Regions from separate parts of the Mus musculus genome. Here all the other regions are linked to region 6. A link is a contact called in public HiCAR-type and promoter capture Hi-C data. All regions are on one chromosome and are shown on one strand. The core of a region is the stretch at or near the end of the contact, and the rest is flanking DNA. Distances in the headings are between cores, read along the strand shown.

Region 1 (3,301 bases), core at 216-2,715, 830 kb before region 6:
CCAGAGAAACGTCACAACCTAACCAAGCTCTCAGCTCCCCACAGCCTGGGAGGTGAGATTCCCACGTGGGCCCCACTTTTTCAATAGTACAGACGGACACCAGAAGGTTGACAAATGACTGAAGAGAGCTTGAAACCCATGTCTAGGACCTGCCTTACAAGCCTGATGATGAGCTACTCAGAAGTCAAAAGAAAATGGCAAGTTCAAGGCCATACTCAGCTACAGGGTGAGTTCAAGGCCAAGCACATTTTTTTTTTTGAGGCAGGGTTTCTCTGTGTAGCCCTGGCTGTCCTGGAACTCACTCTGTAGACCAGGCTGTCCTTCAACTCAGAAATCTGCCTGCCTCTGCCTCCCAAGTGCTGGGATCAAAGGCGTGCGCCACCACCGCCAGGCTCAGGCACATTTGTTTAATTAAACTAAGTAAAAAGTAGACTGAGGAATACAGCTTAGGATCGAACAATCAACGATAAGCAGGTAAGCAAGGCAGATGCTAGAATTTCATTCTGTTTTGGGGGGAAATTAGGCAAAAAGGCGGAAATGTTCAAAAAGGGGTCCCTTGCCACATTCAAGTTGGTAAAAATGGAGCTCTGTGGAGGTTAAGGCCCATGGCCATCCGAACTCCTTTATCCCCCACCACTGACCTCTGACTATCCATCCACCCGAGGGCCCTCCCATGAAGGGGTGGGCTTGGGCCACGCCCCATGAAAAAAGACGCCCCTCTCACACGCCCATAGTGACCACGAGGGGGTGCCCGGCGACGGATCCGGATCTCCTCGGATGAGATTCCCCACCATCTCCTTAAAGAGAGGTCACAGGGCTATGCCCATCCCCCCCCCCCCCCCCCCCCGCTGCACAAGGCTAACACAGAGTTGGGGAAAGGGAGGCTGGGGACTGATGTTCTCAGGCCCCACGCGGGTGCAAAGAGCCCGGGCTGCATGGACATCCACAGCCGAGCCAGGGAGAGCGGGTGGCAACCCCTGGACCCCTTGAGTGCAGCCCAGGTCATCGGGCTGGGGGCGGGGCCTTTGTCCTGCACGTGGAGCCCACGGGGCCCCTCGAGGCGGCACACCCCCCTCCCCACGCTACTCTGCGAGACCACGTGCGGCCCGGCTGGAAGCGCCCCCGGCCCGCGACCACGTGCGACAGTCCTCGGCTCGGCTGCGGGTCCCAAAGCACCGAAAGCCGAGATCTCTCCCGTCACGATCGAACACATCCCCCGATGCGGACCAACGCGAAGCCAGGCACATCAAAAGGCCCCGTCCCCACAGTTCAGGCCGTGGGCCACCCGTCTCGCGCCGCCCCCGGGCCTAAAGAGCCCAGCTACTCACCTCCATGATGCAGTTCGCGGCCTCGGCTGCCGCCATCTTCACCCGAGTCCTCCGGCCTCCGAGACCCCCCCCTCTCTCTTTTCTCCCCCCGGCTCGACCGGGGACCGCCTTTTACCAGAGGGTCCTCAGCCCAGCCCCCGATACCCCGCCATAAGTTCTCATTGGTCTGTAAAGCCGTCCATCTGAGAGCTTCATATTTCAATTGGATGACAGACACGCCTATCAAACATAAAGTGCCCGCCCCCCTAGCGTTTAAAGGCCCGCCCCCTCCTGTCCGCTAGGAAGAGAACAACTGCCTGTCTGTCTCACCCAGCACGTGTGACGATTGGGTAAAATTCACCAGATCTTCCCGCCCCTTTCTGGCCAGCTCCGCCCTGGAGCTTCCCGGCGGGCTCCGCGCTAAGCGGACGTCTAGAAACTGACTTGTCTATCATTAAGCTAATCCCCTCCTCCCTCGTTGATATTGGCTGAGCCAAAGGTGACGTTCGCGGCTCTAACGCCACCCTGTTTAAGCGACAGGCCTAGAAGAAGAGGGGCCATTGGCCCATAAGGAAGCAGGCAGAGCTTTGGGCAGCAGCAACTGGCTCTTAGGAATGTCAATCATCACCATTCTGTGGATTCCTCTCCCCCATACCCCCTACCCCGGTCTTGGATGTTTTCTGGAGGAACTGGGGAGCGTGGGCGCGTTAAGTTATAGGGAAAACCCCAATTCCTGAGACGTGGATGAGGGCGCATTCTAGTCTGTGATTCCGAAACCAGCCATGATTCGCTGTGAGCTTCCCACCCCTGTGCTGGAAGGCGCCAAGTTCTGAACACCTGTGGCCTCCTCGTGGCCTCCAGGTCCTCTGCGGGAAACACCCAGCGTCCTTTGTCTGACCAACTCCTACACGTCAATCACCGGCAATTCGGACGCCACCTCTTCCAGGAAATTTCCCTGAATCTGCAGAAAGTTACTCCTTCCCTGAGGATGGATGTCAGTTGCTGGATTCGTGAACCTTCCCTTTGCCTTCAGTCCCACCAGTCTATGGTCCAAACATAAGATCCTTTAAACTCCCGTATGAGCCCTCCAGTGGGAGCTTCCGCATAAGGTACGCGAGCACATCTGACCTGTTTCCTTCCAACGCCTAACACTTACTTTGTATAGTGTGAGCATGCATTCGTGTGTGCCTTGCACGTATGGAGGTCACAAAGCAATGAACAGGAGTCCTTTCTCCCACGATGTGAGTGTAGGGAATTGAACACAAGTCGTCAGGCTTAGCGGCAAGCACCTTTACCCTCTGCTGCAGACCAACACTTACAATCTGGTAGATCTTTTGTTTGACTGATTCTCACTGTGCCTTGGGCCTGGAACTCGCCGTGGAGATCAACCTGTTTTTGTCTCCCAAGTGCTGAGATTTAAGGCCTATGAAAATCTTGCCCAGCCAATATGGTCCCCCTTTTTTTCCCGTTTTTCCTCGATAGTGTTTCTCTGTGTATCCTTGGCTGTCCTCTTACTCATAGATCCGCCTGCTTCTGCCTTCCCAAAAGGCATGCTTCCCACGCCCAGTTCAGTATGATTTTTTTTTCCTCTAAGATTTATTTTATGTGAGTACAACAGCTGTCTTCAGACACAGCAGAAGTGAGCATTGGATCCCTTTATTATAGATGGTTGTGAGCCACCATATCGTTCCTGGGATTTGAACTAAGGACCTCTGGAAGCGCAGTCAGTGCTCTAAATGGCTAAGCCATCTCTCCAGCCTTTTTGTTTTGAGACAAAGTTTCTTTTTCTTTGTGTAGCCTAGGCTGTCCTAGAACTCACTCTGTAGACAGGGCTGGCCCAGAAGTCGAAGATCTAGCCTGCCTGTGCCTCTCTCAGATGATCTGATTGACTCCAGCCTGTCCTACTTTGTCCCCCTATCTCAATAGCCCCAGGGCCTTTTCTGCTCTGTGTCAATCTCCCCCACCCCTACCCCCTCGACACCTTCTGTGTCACC
Region 2 (3,491 bases), core at 101-2,600, 760 kb before region 6:
GGAGGGTGAAGGGCAGGTGAAGAGTGAGGACACAGATTAAACTACAAGAGGCAGGTTCACGGGTGAACACGCGGCTAGCCACGCGTGCACAGGGCCCACGCTCACACACACAAACACAAACGGGGAAGAGACACGACTCTGTTCCAGAAAGGGCCCAAATCCGTGGCCTTGCACCAGAGGGCAAACAGCGCGCCATCAACCAGGATTCACAGCTTTGAGCAAGGTGGGGAGCAGAAGGGGGCGTGTCCCTAATCTCAGGACCCCCCCAAACACACAGAATTCTAGTTTAAGAAGGGGGCGGGGCCCCTTGCCCACTCTGCGCGGGGAATTTCTTGGAGGGGGGAGGGACCGAGTGGCCCGGCCTCCTGCAGCCCCGGAACAATAGGACCTGGGAGGGGGTGCAGCCCCCCAGGTCTGCGAGCTGATTCTCTTTTCCTCCCACCTTTGCAGTTGCAGAGCCAGGGGCGCCCGGGGGGAGGGGTCAGCACGCCGGGAATCCAAAGATGGGGGGCAAGTCCAGGCCTTGCTTCGCCAACCCTTCCCATCTTCCCAAGGCCTTCCCGGTTCGAATTTGTTTTTGCGCCTTGCCTGCTTCGTTTCTCTCTTTTGCAAGCAGGAGCTGGCTTTGGCGGAGTTTGCAATTTGCAAACTGGGGCGGCGGCGTTGTTACAAACCCAAAGAAGGCCGCTCCCTTGCAAAAATCGGAGGGGGAGTTGGCGATGCACGCGTTGCCGAGCGGGCCCCAGGCCCAGGCCAGGCAGGAATCCCCCCACCTCTTGGCCCATTTCTCTAGGTCCCCCTCAGCTCCTTACCTAGCTTTCGCTGACCTCTCGTAACTCCATCCCGCCCCGGCGCCGAGCGGGTCCCCGAAGCCGGCGCTGGGGTAGTTCCTGTCCATGAATTGGCCGCGGTGGAAATTGGGGGGAGGGGGAGGGAGGGGGAAAGGAGGGGGAGCGCGCGCGCTCTCCTCCGCCGCCGCTCCCTCCGCTGCTTTTTTTCCTCCCTTTCTCTTTTTTTTTCTTTGCGGCCACCGAAGGCCCGGGAAGGCCCCGGGCGGGGGAGGGAGGGGGCAGGGACGGAGGGGCGGGCAAAGGAGGGGTGCAGCCGCTGAGCCAAGGAGGGGGGGTTCCCCCTGGAGGAGGGAAAGGGGGGAGGAGGGACCCCGCTGTCTCCGCCTTTGCCCCGGCGCTTGCAAGAGAGAAGGGGACGCGCGCTCCGGAGGGGGCGTCCCGGACGGCCCCGGAGTGGGTGCGGGCGCTGGGTGCTCGCTCTTTCGCCTCCGCCGCCGCCACCTCCTCCTCCTCTGCGCTCACGGTGCAGCCATCTTTGCACAAGGCGGCAGGGGGAGGGGGGAGGGGAAGGGGGGCGGGCGGCGGGGTGTCTGGCTGCGCTCCGCTTCCTCCCACAATCCCGTGCAAATGTAAAAAAAAAAAAAAAAGAGAGAGAGAGAGCGCGAGCGAGCACTAGCGGAGCCTGGGAGGCGGGGGGGGGGGGTAAGCGAGTGAGCGCGAGCGCACCAGCGGAGCCTGGGGGTGTAGGGCACAGCGCCTGTACACAGAGATTCAGTTCCACCGCGCGCAAATGCGCCCAGAAAGGGGGCTCAGTTCTTTTGCATTTTTATTTTTTTCTCATTGTTTCAATTTTTTATTTCTTCCATCCCCCCTTCCTTTCCCAAAGGGTTTTTAAGCAGAGGGCAGCTCAGATCAACTCCATTTACCCGGGTGCAACACAAGCGTGACACCCCGCTTACAGCACATTGCAAATGCGCCCCCCACCTTTATACTGGATTACAAACCGCCCATGTGCCCGACTGGGGAAATACACGAAGTCAGGCGTGTGCAAGGGCCTGGTTCCCTGCGCGTACGTGCCCCGCGGCACCAGTGGAGTGACAGCCGAGTCACGTCTGATCCGAGTTTCCTAAAAGGTCTGCCCATTCTGAGGCAGGGCCACTGCTCAGACGAAGTGTGGGGGGGGGTCACTGGAGGGCCGGGGGCACCAACTCGGCAACAGGATGGTCAGGGACGTGCGTGTATGCGTGCCCGGCGGAAACACGTGTGTCATGGTAGACCTCGGGTCCGACGACCCTGACTCCCCCACGGACACACTGAAGCCCAGTCGTCGAAGAAGCTGGCGACTTCCGGAATCCGCTATGAATCAGGGGCACAGTTCAGGGAGCCCGCGCTGCAAGCAGGTCTTCAGTGAGGCCTTCTGAGGCTATCGGGGATGGGGGTTGGGAGTGCAGAGTCAAACATCCCAGCCGCCCCCTCCACCGAGCCTACACCGACCCGCCCTTGGTGCCTCAGCCAATCCTCAATCCTGTAGGCACAAGCCCCACCTTCCTCAAAAGCTGCACTCTTGCAAGGCTGATCCACGCCCCTATAGACAATTGCGTAGGGTCCGCCCTCCCCTGCAAGCTCCGCCCTATGTAGGTTTTCCTAAGCACCAAGCCCTGCCCTTGGGGACACGCCCCTCCCACGCGTTGCCTCTCCCCCCCCCTCCCTCTGGCACCACCCAGGCAGAAGCCCCGCCTCATACCTGGAGTAAGGGGGCGGAGGTGCGTCGTGCACCCCGGAGGCTGCTAAAGCCTGCTCATAGGTGGGAAGGCCTGGGGGCAAGGGTGGAGATTGAGGCGTCTGAGGACTCAAGGGGATGATGAGCCCGGTCCTGGAAACAGAAAAAGTGTGGTTAGTATAAAACCTACATTATAGTTGGAGACAAGGGGGTCAGCGGTTAAAACACTTGCTGAACTTGCTGAGGACCCAGGTTCCAATTCCAGCACCCACATGGCTGCTCACAACCATCTGTAACTCCAGTCCTGGAGGAGCCGACACCCTCTTCTGATCTTTGACGGCACCAGGCACATAAAAGAAAACTTTAAAAGAAACGAATAAAAAGAAACCTACAGTCGGGAGGTGTTGGCACACACGCCTTTAATCCCAGCATTTGGGAGGCAGAGGCATGGGGATTTCTGAGTTCGAGGCCAGCCTGGTCTACAGAGTGAGTTCCAGGACAGCCAGGGCTACACAGAGAAACCCTGTCTCATAAAAAAACAAAACAAAAACACACAAAAAAAGAAAGAAACCTACAAGACCTTCAGAGGTGTAAGAGAGATGGCCCAGAAAAGTGCCTCAAAGGACACCCTGATGGACATGGACATGAACCTGGATGTGTACTCTCATCCACAGAAACAGGTGCCCCAGGGTAACAGAGAAACATCAGGACAGACAACAAGAACAGACAAGACCAAGCTCAGGAGGTCCACACAGACACGAACACAACACAGAAACATTTAGTCCCAAAATTTCCCAAACCCAGTCTCTACCCCCCCCCCCCCCCCCGCAAGGTCTCCTGGGCTGGCTTTAGAACTTGGAACAGTCCTTCTGCCCAGCCTCCCAAGCACTGGGACTGCATGTGTGAGCTGCATGCCCAGCTTCCAAACCCATTCTCTTAATATTGTATTTTGATATTTAAATTGCAGTTATATATTCTCT
Region 3 (3,407 bases), core at 61-2,560, 940 kb before region 6:
CTTGTGTGTTTGCCTGCACCCAAAAACACCTGTATGCCCACAACAGCAGGGAAACAAACTAGGAACATGAAGCCCACTAAGCGCCAAGTTCGTGTTTACGCATGCCTGATTTGCTGTTTGCGCACTGCATGGCCAGAGCCAAGTCACATTTGTAGAAAAGGGACACATATGAGGACCCCAGGAAGGGCTCCCAACACCAAGAGAAAACTTCAAGCCTAGGCTGTACTACAGCGAGGGGTGTGTCTGCGTTCCTCAGGTGATCCAGGCGACAGACCCGCCTCAGCTCCTCGGAGAACAACGTCGTCAGAAGTCTGAAGTGGTCAGTACCACGCCAGGGAATAGCTTACCGCTGGCCAAGCATGCGCAGGTGTGGCCACGAGTCCACCATCACAATGGGGGCAATTTTGTTGCCCCAAGAAAATCTCAATGTTTCTAGAAAGTGCGCGCACGTTTACTGAGTGGACAAAAAGGTGACAACCCCACGAACTTACAGAGCTGAATATTTACCTTAAGCTTTATCTTAAGGCTTAAGGTCTGGGCTAGCTGCGGGGCGGGCGGGTATGCAAATAGAGGGACTGTCCACAATCGCCATCTGGCCCCGGGGGACAACGCCCCCGCGAGCAACAGCTGGGCGCGCGTGTAAGCGCCGGGCTCCTCCACCGGCCGCTTCGCGCATTTCCAGACCCGGAGGCCGAGGACCAACTTTGCAATTGGAAAAACAAGCGTGCACCCCAGGCGCCCCCCGCGCGCGTGTGCAGCCGGCCGCGCAGTCAGCAGTAATTCGAACCCGCCCCGCCTCCGTACCCCGCCCCCCGCCCAGCCCGCCGCGCAACAAAGGGGAGCGCCCAGAGCCGATCAAGGACTGATCCCGGACCCCTGGGTGCGCCCTCCCGCGGGAGGCCCGTGGGCGCTGCGGACAAAGGCGCCCGCCAGGGGAGGGGTGGCGGGGCGGGGCGTGCGTGGAAGGCTCTGGAAACAGGCCGTGGGACTCACCATGGGAGGGGCCGAACGAGCCCGGATCCGCGGTGGCTGCGGGCCTCGAGGACCGCCAGGCCAGGAACGTGAGCGCACGGCGCGGACGACCAGGGGCCGCGGTGGCCGGCCACGACCTCCGAGGGGGCCCCCGGCGCCGGAGCGGTGCGGGGCACGGCGCGGGCGGACCATGGCGGGTGGGAGGCCGTGGGCCTCACGGGGGGCTGCGGGTCCGCCGACCGACAGGCGCGGGCGCGCGGCTTCGGGGAGAAGCGGAGCGGGACCGCGGCGGGGGACGCGCCGCTGAGGGGTCGCCGCGGCCGAACCACTGCAGCGAACAGGGGAGCCCGGCGCCAACCAACGCGAAGCTGGGGGGAGATGCGGGGGGGGTGGGCTGGCGCCTACCAACGTGGAAGAAGAGGGAGAGCCGGGACCAACGCCGGGGAGAGGAGGAGCCGGCGCTAACCAACAGACTATGGAGCTGGGGAGCCAGCGCTGACAAACAGGGATGGAGGACTGTAAGGGGGTGTGGCTGGAGCAAACCAAGAAGGTCAGGGAGGGAGGGTTTCAGACTTGGAAATGACAAGAGAGAAACTGTGCTACAAGAGTTCGAGCTGGTGAGACAATACCAAGTCCTCACTGCTGGAGGGACAGAAGGCGGTAGACAGGATAATGGGTGGCGCGACGGAACCTACCACCAGACTGAGGGGTAGATGTAGGAACCAGGCGTTCTTGCCTCTTGGAGGCGGTGACGTGGCAAGGTGGCTAAAAGACTACAACTTCCAGCGGGTCTCTCGCAGCCTGGGCGTGACCAGCATAGCTGCTGGCCCATTTGTCCAGGGTCTGCCCACTGTTGCTTGGGCCTTCTAGCAGTTGCCTTACCCAGATCACGTTCTTGATCTGAAAGGACTGTGCAGTGGCATTTCTTGCTTCCGTTTGTTTTTAACCTGTGATACTATCCAGCCTTAGATTATCTGCGCTCGATGTAAGTGGCGTTGTGTTTACGCAGTGTTAGCTTATGCACCCAGGCTGACCTCGAACTCCTAAGCCTTCTGTCTTCACCTTTAATTGGGTGTGCACTACTACACGTGGCTGTTAAACTATATATAGGGTGCTGAGGTTTGAATTTATAGCCTCTTGCATGCGAGAAGTTCCCTCCTGCCTTCTTTTAAACTAGAAAACCTATTTGGACTATACTTTGTTCTTCCTTGCTGATTCATACACTACTTTAACCAAATTATATCAGGCCCCTGACAGCACACCCAAGCTATGATGCCTGTCACCTGGAGCAAATGTCCTGGCAGTAGGCTGGCTTTTTAAAAATCTCGTGTTTTATAATTGATTTAAAAAGCTAAACTGGAAGGTGAGCAGCAAGAGAGGTCACCTGGTCCTTGTCTGCCACCAAGCCTGACAACCTGGGTTCAATTTCCCTAAACCCTATGGTGGGAGGAGCAAAGAGACCCTTACAAAGTGCTCCCTGAGCCCCACACAAGTCCTGTGTCACATGTGCACATAATTCAGAGTCTGCTTGCACTTCAAAGTGAGCTCAAAACCTGATTGGGCAACTGACTTAATACGACAGCCTTGTCTCATAATTAATAAACAATAATAATAGAGATTGAGTAGTGACACTAGGCATTAATTAAAAGGTACGGGAAGCCGGGCGTGATGGCACACGCCTTTAATCCCAGCACTCGGGAGGCAGAGACAGGCGGATTTCTGAGTTTGAAGCCAGCCTGGTCTACAGAGTGAGTTCCAGGACAGCCAGGGCTACACAGAGAAACCCTGTCTCGAAAAACCAACCAACCAAAAAAAAAAAAAAAAAAAAAGGTAAGGGAAAAGGGTCACACCAACTTCATGAGATTGAAGCCAGCCTGGTCTACATAAAAGTCTCCATAGCAACAACAGTAAGGAATCCAGGCAGAGCCCAAAGCCCACTAGTGGAGCAGGTTGGCTGCAAATGAAGTTGATGGCAGCAGTGGCAACAACTGATTTTGAAGCTGAGCCCAAAGGGTTTTGCAGGGCGACAGAGATAAAGGGTGAAGAACAAAGCCAGGACTTCACAACTGTCAAGGGCAAGCAGTTTCTTTTGTTTTTCATGACAGAGTTTGTCTGTGTAGTTCTGGCTAGAACTTGCTCTGTAGACCAGGCTGGCCTTGAACTCACAGCCACCTGCCCCTGCCCAAGTGCTAGAATTAAAAGCATGTACCACCACCTTCCAGACCTACTACAGATTTTATAATCCTTGCAAGTTTGTGGACAGGCAGGGCTAAACATTTGACAGACTGTCTCAAAAATGGGAGGTGCTGCAAAGACGGCTCAGCAATTAAGAACACTGCTCTTCCAGAGGATCCAAGTTGTATTCCAAGTACCCAGTGGCAGCTTCACAAATATGTATGATTCCAGTGCCAAGGGATCAGATGCCCTCTTTGGGC
Region 4 (3,076 bases), core at 163-2,662, 920 kb before region 6:
CACAGAGAAACCCTGTCTCAAAAACCAAACAAACAAACAAACAAACAGAGTATAAAAAGACATTAGAAGGGCTGAGATGGGGGCTGGACTGGACTGGAGAGATGACTCAGCTGTTAAGAGCATTGACTGGTCTCCCAAAGGTCCTGAGTTCAAATCCCAGCAACCACATGATGGCTCACAACCATCTGTACAGCTACAGTGTACTCGTATATATAAAATAAATAAATAAATCTAGAAAAAAAAAAGAAAGGAAGAAAGAAAGAAAAAAGAAAGGAAGAAAGAAAGGAGACTGAGATGTTGAAAAAGGAATCGGAATTTCAAGGACACATGGCAAGTCCCAGGTCTGCATGGGCTACATGAGACCACACCTCAAAAATACACTAAACAACAACAAGCAAAAGAGAAAGAAAGGAAAGCAAAGAAAAAGAGAGTGGCTGGCATTCGCCATTCCAGGCCAAACAGCTACCCTGAGTTCCAGGCCAACCAGGCCTAAAGGCTGCAACTCACCCAGAAAGTAGAAAATAAAGACACGAAGCTGTAGCCATACTATTTTAATAGCCATACTATTTTAAACTAGAAAATAAATTTTGATTCTTACAGTGCGTGTGCCATGGCATGTGTACAGAGGCCAGCTTTGTGGAGTGAGCTCTCTATTCTACCATGAAGATTCCAGGGGTTACAAGCTTCTCAGGTCTTCATGGCAAGCCCTGGGATGTGCTGAGCCATCTCCCTGGCTCCTAGCCATCCTTTGGAAGAAAGCTTTGGAAGTGATAGTACAGTGATCATATCTGTGAAAATCTGTCTTGCTACCTCGGTGCTAACTTCTATTGTTGCATGGAACAAAGTTTTCCGTGTTTTACCTTTCGACACGATACACCATCATTGGCATTAATTCGTTACAGAAATTACGTGGTTTTCATGATTTTGGAAAAGGTTCTCTTCTGCCTTTCACTAATAACAAAAACAACCATCTCATTTGGTGGTTACTAGGCAACACTGCCTGGATCAAACCATTCTGAAAAAATGAGAGGGAGACGGTGGCACAGCGGTTCGGAGTTTTGAAACAGAAATTATTGTGAATGGTAGTTGCTAGGCAACGCCTGAGCATACGGCCATCTTTGACTGGGGCAGGGTATTTCCCACTATGGAATGAAAGGCCACGCTGCAGTTGCCAGGCAGTGCCTTAGCACTGTCCCCATCCTCAACCAGTTGTTTAAAAAAAAAAAATTAGCACGTAATTACAGCACACATGAAGGTTTGTAGGCAACACCTTAGCACCATCACCATCTTCAAACTAGATTCTTCATTCTCGTTATACAAAAGATGTGAAGCTGTCCAGGAACAACTTGAACGCTTGGCAAGCAATACTTGTCGCCATCTTTGTTAGGGTCATGATGACTTCCGGCCGGGGCGGAAAAAGAATCCTGTTGGAGGGGCTGAGTTGATGAAGGCAGGAATTTAGCCATCCGGCTTCTCGCCCTCTGGCGGCTCCAAACGGCAGGCCGACTTGCTTTCACTACCCGCATGCTCCTAGATCCACACCGAGAGTCTCCAGGGGGGTGACTTGTCGGGTGCGGGCTTCCAGATGGGGGATGAGGGGCCGGGAAGCCCGGTGCATCTGCTGTGCCTCGCAGCCTCTAGCGGGGTTCCCCTGTTTTGTCGGAGTAGCAGCGGCGGCGCCCCCTCCCGTCAACAGGTGGGGGCATTCGACTCCTTCGTCTAAATAAGGGGTTTGGGAAGCTGGGATGGCATACCGTGCAGGGAGTAGAGGCTCGGAGCCTTTAGGGGACTAATAAGCCTGGTTTCCTGAAGAACTTTGGGGGGATGTGGGGAGACGGCAAAGTGGGACAGTGAGGTCTCAATGCTTCCCCACTCTTCAGCTTCCTTTCTCTGTCATCGGCTCTCTCAATGGAGTCCACATGTTCGGCCAGAATCTGGATGTGCAACTGAACTCTGCAAGAACGGAAGACACAACCGTAGTGTGGAAGAACTTCCATGACAGGTCCCTTGGCGGGAGCAAGGGAACAAGATCTGGGCAGTGGTTCCTGGCTTAGGTGACCCCAGAGTCCTGCCAGTGGTGACTTGGCTGTGGGAATCTTTGATAAGCTACTCACCCTCTCTGATCCCTGCGTTCCCAGCAGAATGTAGCCAGCAGCATAGGAATAGCCCAGAGACGCTGAAGCGCTTGGCTCCGTTTCCCAGGCCTGACCTCTACTTCATTCTTGCTTCTCTTCTTTCCTCCCCACAGTATCACTCTCATTGTTCTGTCATCTGAGGAGGGCACCTCTGAGCTGAGGCTGGAAAGAATGCTCCACATGGTGTTTGGGGCCATGGTGAGACTGGGCCCTTTTTTCTCCAAAACTCAAGAGAGCTGCACCCCCAGCCTCTTCTCCTTAGTCCAGACCTGCATTTTTTTCTCACACCCAGACATCCAGACCTCAGCCCTCTTCCCTCATACCTAGGAGTCCAGGAGCCCGACCTCCACCTTCATACACAGGGATCCAGACCTGGCCTTCCTCTCAACACCCATTCAAATACTGTCCTCTCTGACTAGATCCTATTAAGGACCCCGCTGTCCTATGTGATTCTTCTAGGTTCTCATTGTGGGACTTGAGGAGCTGACCAATATCCGGAATGTAGAAAGACTGAAGAAAGAATTGAGGGTGAGGCTGTGGGATGTGAGTGACGTTAGGATCCCTAAGTCGTGCCCATTTGTCTGGAACTACAATTCCCACTATGCATAGGGAAAGCCCATGGGTTCTTGAAGAGCTTGTTTAATCCTGGAGCTGGCCTCAGGTTTTTCTGGGCTGATCTGGCCTACGTGGGTCCTAGATGCCTCTTTTCCTCTACCAGGCCAGCTACTGTCTCATCGACAGCTTCCTGGGGAACTCAGAACTCATCGGAGACCTGACCCAGTGTGTGGACTGTGTCATTCCTCCAGAGGGGTCTGCCATGCAGGTATTGGGGCAGCTATAGAAATAACTGTGTCCCCACGGTTCTGCTCAGCCTTCCTTTGTTTTCTTTCTCTGGACATTGTCCTAACTCCCTCTTATCATCCTGGAATCAAGTTTTACCT
Region 5 (3,053 bases), core at 519-3,018, 880 kb before region 6:
AACCCTTCCTAGCTCCGCCTCTTTTCACCGGGTCTGAAGCATCTCCCAGGTAAGGGAGCACACAGCTTCCCACTGTCCTTTTGCTGACACCTACTGAACTCAACATCCCCCCCCCCCCGCCCCCGAGCAGCTTGGAGGAGTCCTTCTTTAGATGTTAGCCAATGCCAACAGCAGCTACAAGGACCTGGCCTAGGACCTCACCCCACATCAGCCCAGCCACCCCTCATTAAGAAGCCATCAGCAGCCTCTCCTGACAGGAATAAACTGAGAGGTGAGGTCCCTCGTTCAAGGTCACCCAGTGACAGAGTTCTGTAACACAAAGCCAGCTCTGGCTGACCACATCTACTCATGGACCCTCTGAAGGGTCCTGACAGCTCCACACAGAGCATCTACTCCCTGGAGTTGAGAGCTGACCAGCAGCCAGGCCAGGCCATTGTTACAACCCTTCCTAGAAGGGACTATGGTCCTCATATTGCTGTAATAAGCCAAAAAAGGCTTGGATCCAGGCCTGCCTTGTTCCCTTCCTCAGGGTACAAACTTCCCCTCCCCCAGCTTGATAGAGCTCTTCTCACAGAGCATTAAGATACCTTGCTTCCATCATAAACACTCACTCTGTGATACCTTCCCAGAGCCTGCTGGTATCTTAGGTTCCCCAAGACTTTATACTATAGTCCCTTATTTTTTACATGTAGCCTCTTCAATGCTGTCCTTGTTTGGGGGTGGGGGATTAGGGGGACGTTAGCTGTTTCAGACAGGGTCTCTCTGTGTAACCCTGGCTGTCATGGACTCACAGAGATCATCAGCCTACCTGTGTCTCAGAGGTAGTAGGATTAAAGGCCTGCACAAGTACACCTGGTGCCTTCCATGTCTTTTACACAATCTTCCATGTAGAGTCTTTTCATACATCATCCTCTGGTCCTCTGTCCCTTACCTCTTCATCTCTGGTCCTTCTGCTGTCCCCCCAACCTTATCATCTCTAGTTTCTCTGCTATGTCCTCACCTTATCATCTGGGGGCCCTATGGTGTTGTTCCTACCCTATCATCTCTGCTTCCTCTGCAGTTTCCCCACTTCCATCACTGATCCCTCTGCTGTCCCCCACCTTATCTTCTCTATCCTTCTGCTGTCACCCCATTTCTATTTCTGATTCCTCTGGTATCTCCCCACTTCATCATCTCTGGTTACCCTGATCCCCCCCCCCCCCCACACACACACACACACTTTATCATCTCGAGTCCCTCTGCTGTCTTCCCACTTTATTATATCTGGTCTTTCTGCTGTCCCCAATTATATCATCTCTGGTTCCTGGGCAGTTCCCCAACTTCTGGCCCCTGGCCCTAGGTGGTTGCCCGCCTCCCATCTCTTCTGCGTCCCTGATTTCCTCCATCTAGGCTCGAGATGGCACTGAATGACCTACCTAACCCGTTGCCCTATTCCCTCCACCTCCTCCCGCCACGTCCGCCCGCGCCATCCTGGTCCTTCCCGGGAGGACACCCCCGCGCTTCCCTGCTCCCTCCGCCCGGTCGCCGCGTGACCCCCGGGCCCCGGTCATGAGCTCACAGTTCCGGATGTCGGAGATGAACACGGCGAGCCCACGCATGCCATCGCCTTTGGATACAGCCGGCATGATGGCGGAGGGCTCGGCTCCAAGCCTGGCCGAACGGGCGCGGGGCTGGCTGGCGGCACCGGGCGGAAAGGACCCCAGACGGCGCCGAGGAGCCGGCCGGGGGAGGGCGGGCTAGCGGCGGGCTGGCTGCAGGCCGACGCCCCGCCTCAGACCCGCCCCTACGGATTGTCATCCGGGAACGTACGCCACTTGTTAGCTGAGAGCCCTGCCGCTCACAATAGAACGCCCGCCCTCCTCTCTCTCTGATTGGCTAAATAGTAAAGACACCAGGTGATGATTGGTGCAGTACCGGGCTATTTCCGTTCGGAGCAGGGAGGCAGGGGGCGTTGCCCTAGAGACGGGGGAGTTCGATGACACACTCTGGGACCGCCCCCTGAACGGCCGAGACCAACGCTAATTGGATGGACTACCAGCTCCGCGCCAGTAGGGCGGGATGTAAGAGGCCGAAGGAGGCGGAACTTCGGGAAAAGAAGACCAATGGGTGAGGAGATTGCTCTTCGCAAGGCTCTGCCGATTCGCCGGAAGCGTCATACTTCCGCCCTCGAAGGGGCGGTTGTGGGGGGCGGGCAAAAGGGCGACGATCCGTAGAGAAGGAAGGAGAAAGAAGCCCTGTCAGTTAGCTGAACTGCGATAGGTGGAGCGATGCCTGCAATTCCCTGCTGCAGAGAGGGGCTGGGCGAGGCGGTAGACCGTGAGGTGTCCACTACGCAGGCGCCTCCCTCTTCCCAGTCGGTCTCCACTCCCGAGCCCCGGCCTCGGGAGCATTCCCTTCCCTAAAAACAACGCCTGGAAATTTGACTTGTCTGCAAACCTCTTATCCATGAGAGGAGGGACTGCCGGTTAAGGATTGTTACCATAGACACTGAGGTCCAAAGAGATTGAGTGGCTTCCCCAAGACTACAGCTCAAAAATGGAAAACTGGGATTACTATTTTGGTTTTTAAACATTTTTCAATATAGGTTACTCTTTTTTCCTCCCTAAACCCCAGTACCGAAGACAATCTGCCTATAATGGTCATAAGATCAAAATTGCTTCCTCCATCAGTTCTGGAGAACCACTCAAGGAAAAGCCAGTTAAAGCCACAGCTGAGGACTGGGTCAGTTTGTTTTGCTTCCGACTCCCTAGGTTCTATGGTTCACTAGTTGCAGGGAAGTCAAAGCCCCCAGAACACCAATGCCCGGGGTTATTGAGAAATTTGGGGCAAAGGGACTTGGGAGAGTCCATGTCTATTATCCCCATGAACAAAACGGCACCCCTGACAGGCTTTTCTAATTTGACACCCCCAGAATGGGTCTAGAAGGTAGTTATGTCCTGGGACCTAGGAAGAGGCAGCACTGAGTCCTTGTGAATAGAAGGTAGTGTTCTGTGAGTTTGAGGCCAGCCTGATCTATGTAAACAGCTCCAGGATAGCCAGGACTACATGGAGAG
Region 6 (3,501 bases), core at 387-2,886:
TTAGGATTCACAGCATTGCAAAGCACAGGGCCAGGCCCTCACTACACAGATAATCATGGAACAGATGTGTAGAGATCCAGAGTCTGCTGTCTAAAGGCTACCTATTGTCTTAACACTTCTAGAACCAGGGATATGAAAACCATGCCAGAGTCATCTTCCCCGCTAACCTTTTTGGGGTCCATGTTGAATTTCTTCCTGCCCATTGCCATCTTCCGGTTCCGCTGCAAGGTCTTACTGCAAAAGCAGGGTGGGGAGCAGCCAAGGGCCGATGCTTGAGCATCCAGGGCCCTGGCTAAGCCCCATGTCCCATGAGTGCCCACAGGCCTCACCTGCCCTCATTGGCCTCCAGACCCTCCACCTCGCTCATAGCTTCACTTAGCTCTTCTCGCAGGCGCTGGATCTCCACCAGCAGCTCCTGCTTGCGCCGCCGGATGTTCTCCAACTCCATGCGCTCCTCTGGAGTCAAGTCTGGGGGCTCTGGGGACCAGGGTCAAGAAATTAGTTCTGGGGGTCAGGACTCCTGCATCCTGAGAAAGGATTTGGGCTGGGGGCCTGGATTCCTGTCCAGAAGAGGAATGGGTACCAGAAGTCTGAGGAGAGGGAGTAAAACTGAGTCCTGAGTTTGTGTCAGAAGTGCCTAGGAATCCCAGCTCATAGGTCTGAGGATGAATTTCTGGGCCAATTACTTGAAAGGCAACCAGTCCCTGGGATTCTGGACCCATCACCACAATTAGAAACTCCTGAGTCTGAATTTTAGATGCTTTATTTGGAAGCCCTGGCTCCTTGGTCCCAACACAGTAGAACAGGATGCTTGGATATTGGAAACATTACTTGGAAGGACACAGGGCCTTGGACTCATGGCTTCATCATCAAAAGGGCTTTGGGGTCCTAGATCTCGGATGCAAATCTTGGAAAGACACCAGGACTCTGGCTTCTGGATCCACCACTGTAGGGATCCTAGCATGAACCTGGGGTGCATTTCTCGTAAGGGGGCCAGATTCTGGCTCCATCATGATGGGAAAGTTGGGGGTCCTGAATCTTGGGTGCATTTCTTGGAAAAGAAACGAGGTTCTGGTTCCGCCATAGCGGACAACGTGGCCTGGATCTGGGGTACACAGTAGAAACAAGCTACGGCAGCAGGACCCTGGGTCAGGGTCGGAAAGGACGGCGTTAAGCCTAGGTCCGCAGGAAGAAAGCCAGGCCGCCGCTCCCGCGGGTGTACGCCCCGCCCCGCTGCGCGCCCCGCCCCGCCCGCCGTCGCCGGAAGCGGGCTCGGCCCAAACAATGGCCCGGGACCCCCGGCTCTCGACCGCGCCGGAAGCCCGTCCCGCGCGCTGAAAGAAGCCTCGCCACTGCCCTGCTGTCCGCGGCGGGGCTCGGGAGCCGCTCCGCCCGCCCGCCCGCCTCGCCCGGCCTACCGTAGACACCGTCCTCCATGGCGGCTAGGAAGGCCCGCGGGGAGTCCGGGGCGGTTCCGCCGGCTGGGCCTGCGTCCGCGTCGGCCCGCGGGCTCGAGTGAGCCCGCTCAAACGCCCCAGGAGCCACCGCCGCCTCCTCAGCGCCCGTCCTCAGCGCCGAAAAGACTCTCCCTTCACGGCCCAACCGCCCGGCCGGTGGGGCCCGCCCCTTGCTTTGACACCACCCAATCTGCTGCGGGTCTCCCAGAATGCTCCGCCCCCTAGCCCCACAGGATCATTTCCAGGACCAATAGGCACACAAGAAGGAGATGCAGGCACGTACAGCTGGCGATAGACTGCTAGCCTGACCAATCGGACTGTGGGTAGTGTGCTCGGTCCCGCCCCCGAAACAAAGGAAAATCCTTGGCAGCTTTATCCTCCAATAAGAAAATTGATAAAGAAGTGACCAGGAGGTGTGGCTTCATGGAGAGGGGAGATTGCGCCTGCGCACAAGCCAGACTAGCGGTACTTAACCCTCCACCCCCCCCCAACAGGCATTCGTTGTTAGGGGGCGGTGCTTTGTTAGTTTTGTTGTCAAGGGCGGGGTCTCAACCTTGGGTTGCAGCTCGAGCCACACCTCCTGGCCCTCCACGCTAGCTTTTGACCGCAGTGGTTGCCAAGCAACTGCGAGCCACACAGGTCGGTCTTTTTGCCTCCTTTCTCAGGGTAATTCTCTGCAGGTCGCTATCTCTGAACCCTTTTCATACCTCTACATGAGACTTTCCTACATACCTCAAATCTCCTCAGAATCAAAGGATGGTAAATAAAAGCATTCTTTCTTCCAAATGTTATGGTATTGGGTACCGTGAATGCGCGGTGACTCTTCCTCCTAAACTCTCCCTCTTAGCTTCCTCTTCCTAAAATCCTGCCTTCCCCAGGCATTCTCCCAAGACACCCCTTTTTCCTCAGAATCTTCTGCCTGGCACTCTGTCAACTCTCCAAGACCCTGTGCTTAAAGTCCTCCTTCCACCCAACCTTTTCAGTTCCCACACTCCTGCCCCCCCCCCTTTTTTTTTTCTTTTCGAGACAGGGTTTCTCTGTCCTGGAATTCACCCTGTAGACCAGGCTGCCCTCGAACTCAGAAGTCCTCCTACTTCTGCCTCCTAAATGCTGGGATTAAAAGGCGTGCGCTACCACTGCTCGGCTCACTGCTCTTCTTAAACTCATTCCTCCACACATTATTCTCCTCTTTACAGGGAAAGCAGTGAGGGGCCTGTGTGATGGGGAACTCCGGCACACTTGTAAATCCCAGGCCCATGATGGGGCTTCCAGGTCTTGTCCTCATTTGTGTCCCTGAGCTGCTCAGGTGGGGGCGGATTCTGGGCCAGGACTTGGGTAAGCCTCTGGATTAGTCACGGAGCCTCCTAATCCCCTCTGTGACCTTTACGACTGGCGTGACCCATGCCTTCTCTTCTGGAGACCCTGGGTACACCAGTTCTACCCAGTTCTCTCTTTTCATTAGAATCCCATGTCCCTGCCTGTTCAGCCCAACCAACTTAGCATCCTTCTCCGCCATGGTCTCCTTTGTTCCCAGTCCCTGCCCTGGACTTGGAGGTGGGAGAGCTGCCAGCTAATTAATCCTGTCCGGTTATTAACTGGGGATTCTGAAGGATAAAGCAAGATGAGAACCAGAGGAGGGCATGGGTGGACTCAGCACTCAGGCAAGCCAGTGCCAGCGATGGTGCTGGCTCCCAGTAGGGAACATGAGTGAGGACACCTCTGCTTTCTGGCAACTCCCCTGAGGCTGGCCCTCAGCCTGCTGAGCACTTAGGCGGCTGCACCAATGGGTAAAGGCCAAGAACAGAGACCCACAATTTCAGAAATACAGGTACCCTGCCAGAGCTCCGGGGCCTTCATACAGTGACAGGGTTCCCCCTGTGAACACCTCCACTTCTCACAGTGGATATACCCTAGAGACAACTGCTGCCTCTCCCATCCCCAGCCCCTAAGCTGGAGCAGGGAAATGGTGACACTGGCCCCTGGTGATAGCCCATGCTTTTTGCTCGTTCTGAATCTAAGTACATGGATCCAGCCATCAAGTCAG
Region 7 (3,155 bases), core at 62-2,561, 970 kb before region 6:
GGTTCTGGACTTGCTGCCAAAACCGGCAACCTGGGTTCAACCCTGGAGCCCACTCGGTGGAAGGAGAGAACCTGCTACCACAGGTTATCCTCTGACCTCCACACACCCACACCGTGGCATGTGAATGCACACACACAATAAATAAATGTAATAAATAAACGTAAAGCAAACAGAGAGGAAAGAAAGCTGCCTCAGACCAAAACTAGGCCACACCCCTTGAGAAGTCTGAACCCAGCAGGGTCCCCTAAGGAGCCAAAAGGATATGGCATTAGGTCATTTCAGAAAGCAAACAGGCTCACAGGTTCCCGAGTACTCCCTGCCTTCCACTAGAGTGGGGAAGAGGAGCGAGTCGCCTACCTTCTTGAAGAGAATCTGGGTTGGGTCTCCAGCCTCCTCCACCGGAGCCCAGTGCAGAAAGACGTCGCTGTCCTGAGGGACATGGGGAGGACTTAGTAGAGTCACCCGAATGCCCCTCATCCCTCAATTCGAAGTTCCCACACATGTCACCTCCATCCCGGCCCACCTTTTCCACCACTCGTATGACGCCGGCGATGAGCGAGTCTGGATCCTGGTGTTTCCGGGCGCTGGTGTGCAGGTACACGCCTCCCTTTTCAAACACCACCTAGTGAAAGCCAAGGGTCTAAGGGAGGCGTTTTCCCCAGGGGCGGGGTCTAGAGCCCCTGACTGACAAGCGGAGATGGGGCGTGGCGAGTCTACAGTCCCGCCTCGCACCCCAGATGGGCGTGCGTTTTCCAGGGGGCGGGGCTAAGGGAGGCTCTCCCTAAGGACTGCGGAGAGTGACAACAGCATCGTAACTAGAAGCTGGTGCTTGCTAAGTTGACTCGGCCTAATCCCTGCACAGCAGAAGGTGGAAGCGGACCATCAGTGGGGGGCGTCTCCTGTAGATGAGCGAGGGAATGATTTCCAAAGTCTTACCCTGTAGCTGGATCCTTCCATTGCCGCCGCGGAGGTTCCACTGCCCCTATCTCCTCCTTTTCCGGGTCAACTTGGTGTCATATCCGGAAAAATAACGCTCCCTTCCAGGCTAGATAGTGGTAGCGTCCCCGAGGTTGTTAAGGCTGCAGTGGGTGAGACCATCTGTTTGAACAGGGTAGTAGAAACTCGAAGACATAGGTCACGAGGTGTAGAACGCAAAGTTGGCAAGGGTCAGCGGGACGGCGCAGGCGCACTGCGCCACTCTCGCCACGAAGTAAACAAGTAGGAGGACCCATGCTCGCAGCCCAACTCGTGATCGCTCGGGAACGCCTCCTTGGCCCTCTCCATATTTTATACTGGCATCGAAGCCAATACTGTGCCGTTTTTCTCGAGGACAAACCAGAGCGGCTTGGTGGAAGCCATGTTAATGCGGGGCACTACCATCTCTTTGCGGGGCACGACGGCGGGGTGCTGGAAAAGCGAAACGGAGAGAGGAAAAGGTGAGAGAAGCGGTATGGCACCAGAGGCGCTGAGGGGCTCGGGATAAAGGGTGAAGCCGTCAGTGCTCCTGGAAACGAAGCTGCCCCAAATTTCTGAGTCACCGTGGAAAGAGGACTGCACCACCATCTTGAAACTGGGCAAACCGAAGCAAGAAACGCTGCCATATTGAATCTTTGCCAGCTTTGTGTTAAAGGGAACGAGCGAGGGCCTAGAGGAGGGGGTCTAGTGTGGACGGAAGGAAGTGTCCATATGCTTTATAGGCATATGAAGCCATACTAACTGCCACGTCGGGACGGGAGCAGACGTTGAATACGAACGAGGGACGTCATGCCGCTTGCGTGTGAGCATGGGCATGCAGTCATGCCGCTTGCCTACGCTTGTGTGAGCATGGGCATGCGGTCATAGTTGTTGCGGGCAATTCGAAACAGTAGCAAAAGTCTTTTGCCGTATTTTCCATCCGTGGGCACCCTTGCTGTCGCTCTTGCCCACGGCTTGCCGACGGAGCTTCTAGTTGCTATTTTGATTTGAGGCATGCAGGATAAGGGAGGGGGAGTGTACACAATGGAGGAGGGGCAGCCACACGGAAATGACGCAAGAAGCCGCCATGCCTTTTGAGGGCGGCGACGGCGCCTGGCCGGCCATGCTGGCTACGGGCACGTGAGTGGAGGCGGCGTTGTGAGCTGGGGTTTGGGGAGGGTCTGGCCTTCCTGAGGTTGAGGGGCAGTGGGAGGGCGAGCCCCCGTGGGAAGGGTATGGACTGCATAGGTCAGGGGGGCAGTGATCGTCCTGCGACTCCTGGCCGACTGCTGAAAGAGCTCACGCTCAACCCCATGTGTCTGACTCGCGACGAAGTGTAGACGAGCTTCACTGCGGGGGTGCCGACGGGCTGGAACCCTCACGCTGGCGGTGAACCATGTCCATACGGCTGTGTGTGCTGGGGGTCGCGGGTGGGTGAGGGGGCGCCCCGGGCGGGACTTCCGGTCCCGATCCCCACCGGGGGCGGGATTTCCTGTTGTGTTCCTAGAGCAGGGGCCTCTCTGGGCTGCGGGCGTGGTGTAGCCCTGGTCGGCGGCCTCACTTCGGTGGTAGGATCCTTCTTGGACGTCCCGCACCGTGTCCCGTGCTGCGGCCGTTTTCTTTTCTATCTCTCTTCACAACTGTCCTGGGAGGCCTGCACCTTCCCGCTGGACAGCTCCCCCTTCCTGGTTTGCCCCAGAGTCTTGCCTCATAGGAGGCCATAGGCCTAGGAGGTTGGAGTAAGTTGCCCTCATTCCAGCCGCCTTCACAAGTCATTCACTCGGTGACACTGCTGCTGTGGCTGCCCCCGAGATCTCGTGCAAAGAGGCTGAGACTTGCCACTCTTTGCCCTCACGAAAGTGAGGACCGAAGCTGTGTCATCTTGGATCAGTCACTTTCTTGCCCTTAGCCATAATCCTAAACTTCCAGCCTCCTTTATTAGCTAGGAGAGGTGGAAGGTGTGTGTAGGAGTTGCTGGGCGCCTTTTAAAGCTGTAGGTAGGACTTTGAGGCCCAGCAGACAGTAGTGTCAAAGCACTGCAGCTTTCTCCCTCTCCATGGAAAGATGGGATGGGGGGATGCAGTCTAATGAGGTAGGCAGGGTGGAGCGCAGTATTGGCAGAGAAGGCTCTAGACACAGACTGCTCTTCTCAGTGGTCAGCTCTGCCAGTATAACAGTCAAGAGCCTGGATTCAGAGCTTC

What was found. Promoter capture Hi-C pulls out the DNA fragments that hold promoters and counts their contacts. HiCAR-type assays count read pairs that join an accessible place to other places. Capture Hi-C pulls out chosen DNA fragments and counts their contacts.
Region 1: a promoter capture Hi-C map of adipose tissue shows a contact between it and region 6, with 4 times the contacts expected there. The contact joins the promoter of Prmt1 here to the promoter of Cyth2 in region 6. A contact is called at or near these places in 6 of 39 promoter capture datasets (cranial neural crest, erythroid cells, liver and 2 more), 1 of 484 Hi-C or Micro-C datasets (CD4 T cells), 4 of 115 datasets of contacts at active chromatin or transcription factors (embryonic forebrain, memory CD8 T cells, regulatory T cells and 1 more) and 2 of 9 other capture datasets (adipose tissue and liver).
Region 2: a promoter capture Hi-C map of liver shows a contact between it and region 6, with 2.1 times the contacts expected there. The contact joins the promoter of Prr12 here to the promoter of Cyth2 in region 6. A contact is called at or near these places in 2 of 39 promoter capture datasets (both in liver), 1 of 115 datasets of contacts at active chromatin or transcription factors (embryonic hindbrain) and 2 of 9 other capture datasets (liver and pancreatic islet).
Region 3: a contact with region 6 is called in a HiCAR-type map of astrocytes, with 3 times the contacts expected there. The contact joins the promoter of Ptov1 here to the promoter of Cyth2 in region 6. A contact is called at or near these places in 2 of 39 promoter capture datasets (hematopoietic stem and progenitor cells and liver), 1 of 484 Hi-C or Micro-C datasets (cortical neurons) and 5 of 115 datasets of contacts at active chromatin or transcription factors (astrocytes, double positive thymocytes, embryonic forebrain and 2 more).
Region 4: a contact with region 6 is called in a promoter capture Hi-C map of adipose tissue, with 3 times the contacts expected there. The contact joins the promoter of Fuz here to the promoter of Cyth2 in region 6. A contact is called at or near these places in 3 of 39 promoter capture datasets (hippocampal neurons and liver), 1 of 484 Hi-C or Micro-C datasets (CD4 T cells), 2 of 115 datasets of contacts at active chromatin or transcription factors (astrocytes and thymic regulatory T cells) and 3 of 9 other capture datasets (adipose tissue, liver and macrophages).
Region 5: a contact with region 6 is called in a promoter capture Hi-C map of liver, with 3 times the contacts expected there. The contact joins the promoter of Ap2a1 here to the promoter of Cyth2 in region 6. A contact is called at or near these places in 2 of 39 promoter capture datasets (liver and pre-B cells) and 2 of 9 other capture datasets (adipose tissue and liver).
Region 7: a promoter capture Hi-C map of liver shows a contact between it and region 6, with 3 times the contacts expected there. The contact joins the promoter of Akt1s1 here to the promoter of Cyth2 in region 6. A contact is called at or near these places in 5 of 39 promoter capture datasets (hematopoietic stem and progenitor cells, liver, neural stem cells and 1 more), 4 of 484 Hi-C or Micro-C datasets (CD4 T cells, CD8 T cells, cortical neurons and 1 more), 10 of 115 datasets of contacts at active chromatin or transcription factors (CD4 single positive thymocytes, astrocytes, bone marrow-derived macrophages and 6 more) and 2 of 9 other capture datasets (adipose tissue and liver).

Annotation. Positions count from the first base shown.
Region 1 is chr7:44,984,955-44,988,255 of GRCm38.p6, forward strand. It overlaps Prmt1 (protein arginine N-methyltransferase 1), which reads right to left and starts at 1,466. Exons shown (of 10, transcript NM_001252476.1): 1 at 1,329-1,466. The coding sequence starts at 1,364. It overlaps Gm15545 (predicted gene 15545), which reads left to right and starts at 1,946. Exons shown (of 2, transcript NR_045266.1): 1 at 1,946-2,416.
Region 2 is chr7:45,051,984-45,055,474 of GRCm38.p6, forward strand. Prr12 (proline rich 12) reads right to left here and starts at 1,351. Exons shown (of 14, transcript NM_175022.3): 1 at 813-1,351. The coding sequence starts at 898. Prrg2 (proline-rich Gla (G-carboxyglutamic acid) polypeptide 2) reads right to left here. Exons shown (of 7, transcript NM_022999.1): 6 at 2,536-2,664; 7 at 1,621-2,214. The coding sequence ends at 2,196.
Region 3 is chr7:44,868,358-44,871,764 of GRCm38.p6, forward strand. Ptov1 (prostate tumor over expressed gene 1) reads right to left here and starts at 1,311. Exons shown (of 12, transcript NM_133949.2): 1 at 994-1,311. The coding sequence starts at 1,164.
Region 4 is chr7:44,894,667-44,897,742 of GRCm38.p6, forward strand. Fuz (fuzzy planar cell polarity protein) reads left to right here and starts at 1,413. Exons shown (of 11, transcript NM_027376.3): 1 at 1,413-1,696; 2 at 1,881-2,002; 3 at 2,249-2,333; 4 at 2,595-2,663; 5 at 2,854-2,958. The coding sequence starts at 1,586.
Region 5 is chr7:44,927,722-44,930,774 of GRCm38.p6, forward strand. Ap2a1 (adaptor-related protein complex 2, alpha 1 subunit) reads right to left here and starts at 1,769. Exons shown (of 24, transcript NM_007458.2): 1 at 1,559-1,769. The coding sequence starts at 1,625. It also overlaps a transcript of Tsks not described here.
Region 6 is chr7:45,812,680-45,816,180 of GRCm38.p6, forward strand. It overlaps Cyth2 (cytohesin 2), which reads right to left and starts at 1,637. Exons shown (of 13, transcript NM_011181.3): 1 at 1,419-1,637; 2 at 330-477; 3 at 168-234. The coding sequence starts at 1,437.
Region 7 is chr7:44,847,913-44,851,067 of GRCm38.p6, forward strand. It overlaps Akt1s1 (AKT1 substrate 1 (proline-rich)), which reads left to right and starts at 1,312. Exons shown (of 5, transcript NM_026270.4): 1 at 1,312-1,436. Tbc1d17 (TBC1 domain family, member 17) reads right to left here and starts at 1,167. Exons shown (of 17, transcript NM_001042655.1): 1 at 937-1,167; 2 at 524-622; 3 at 358-429. The coding sequence starts at 957. Mir707 (microRNA 707) reads left to right here and starts at 1,787; the gene lies at 1,787-1,859.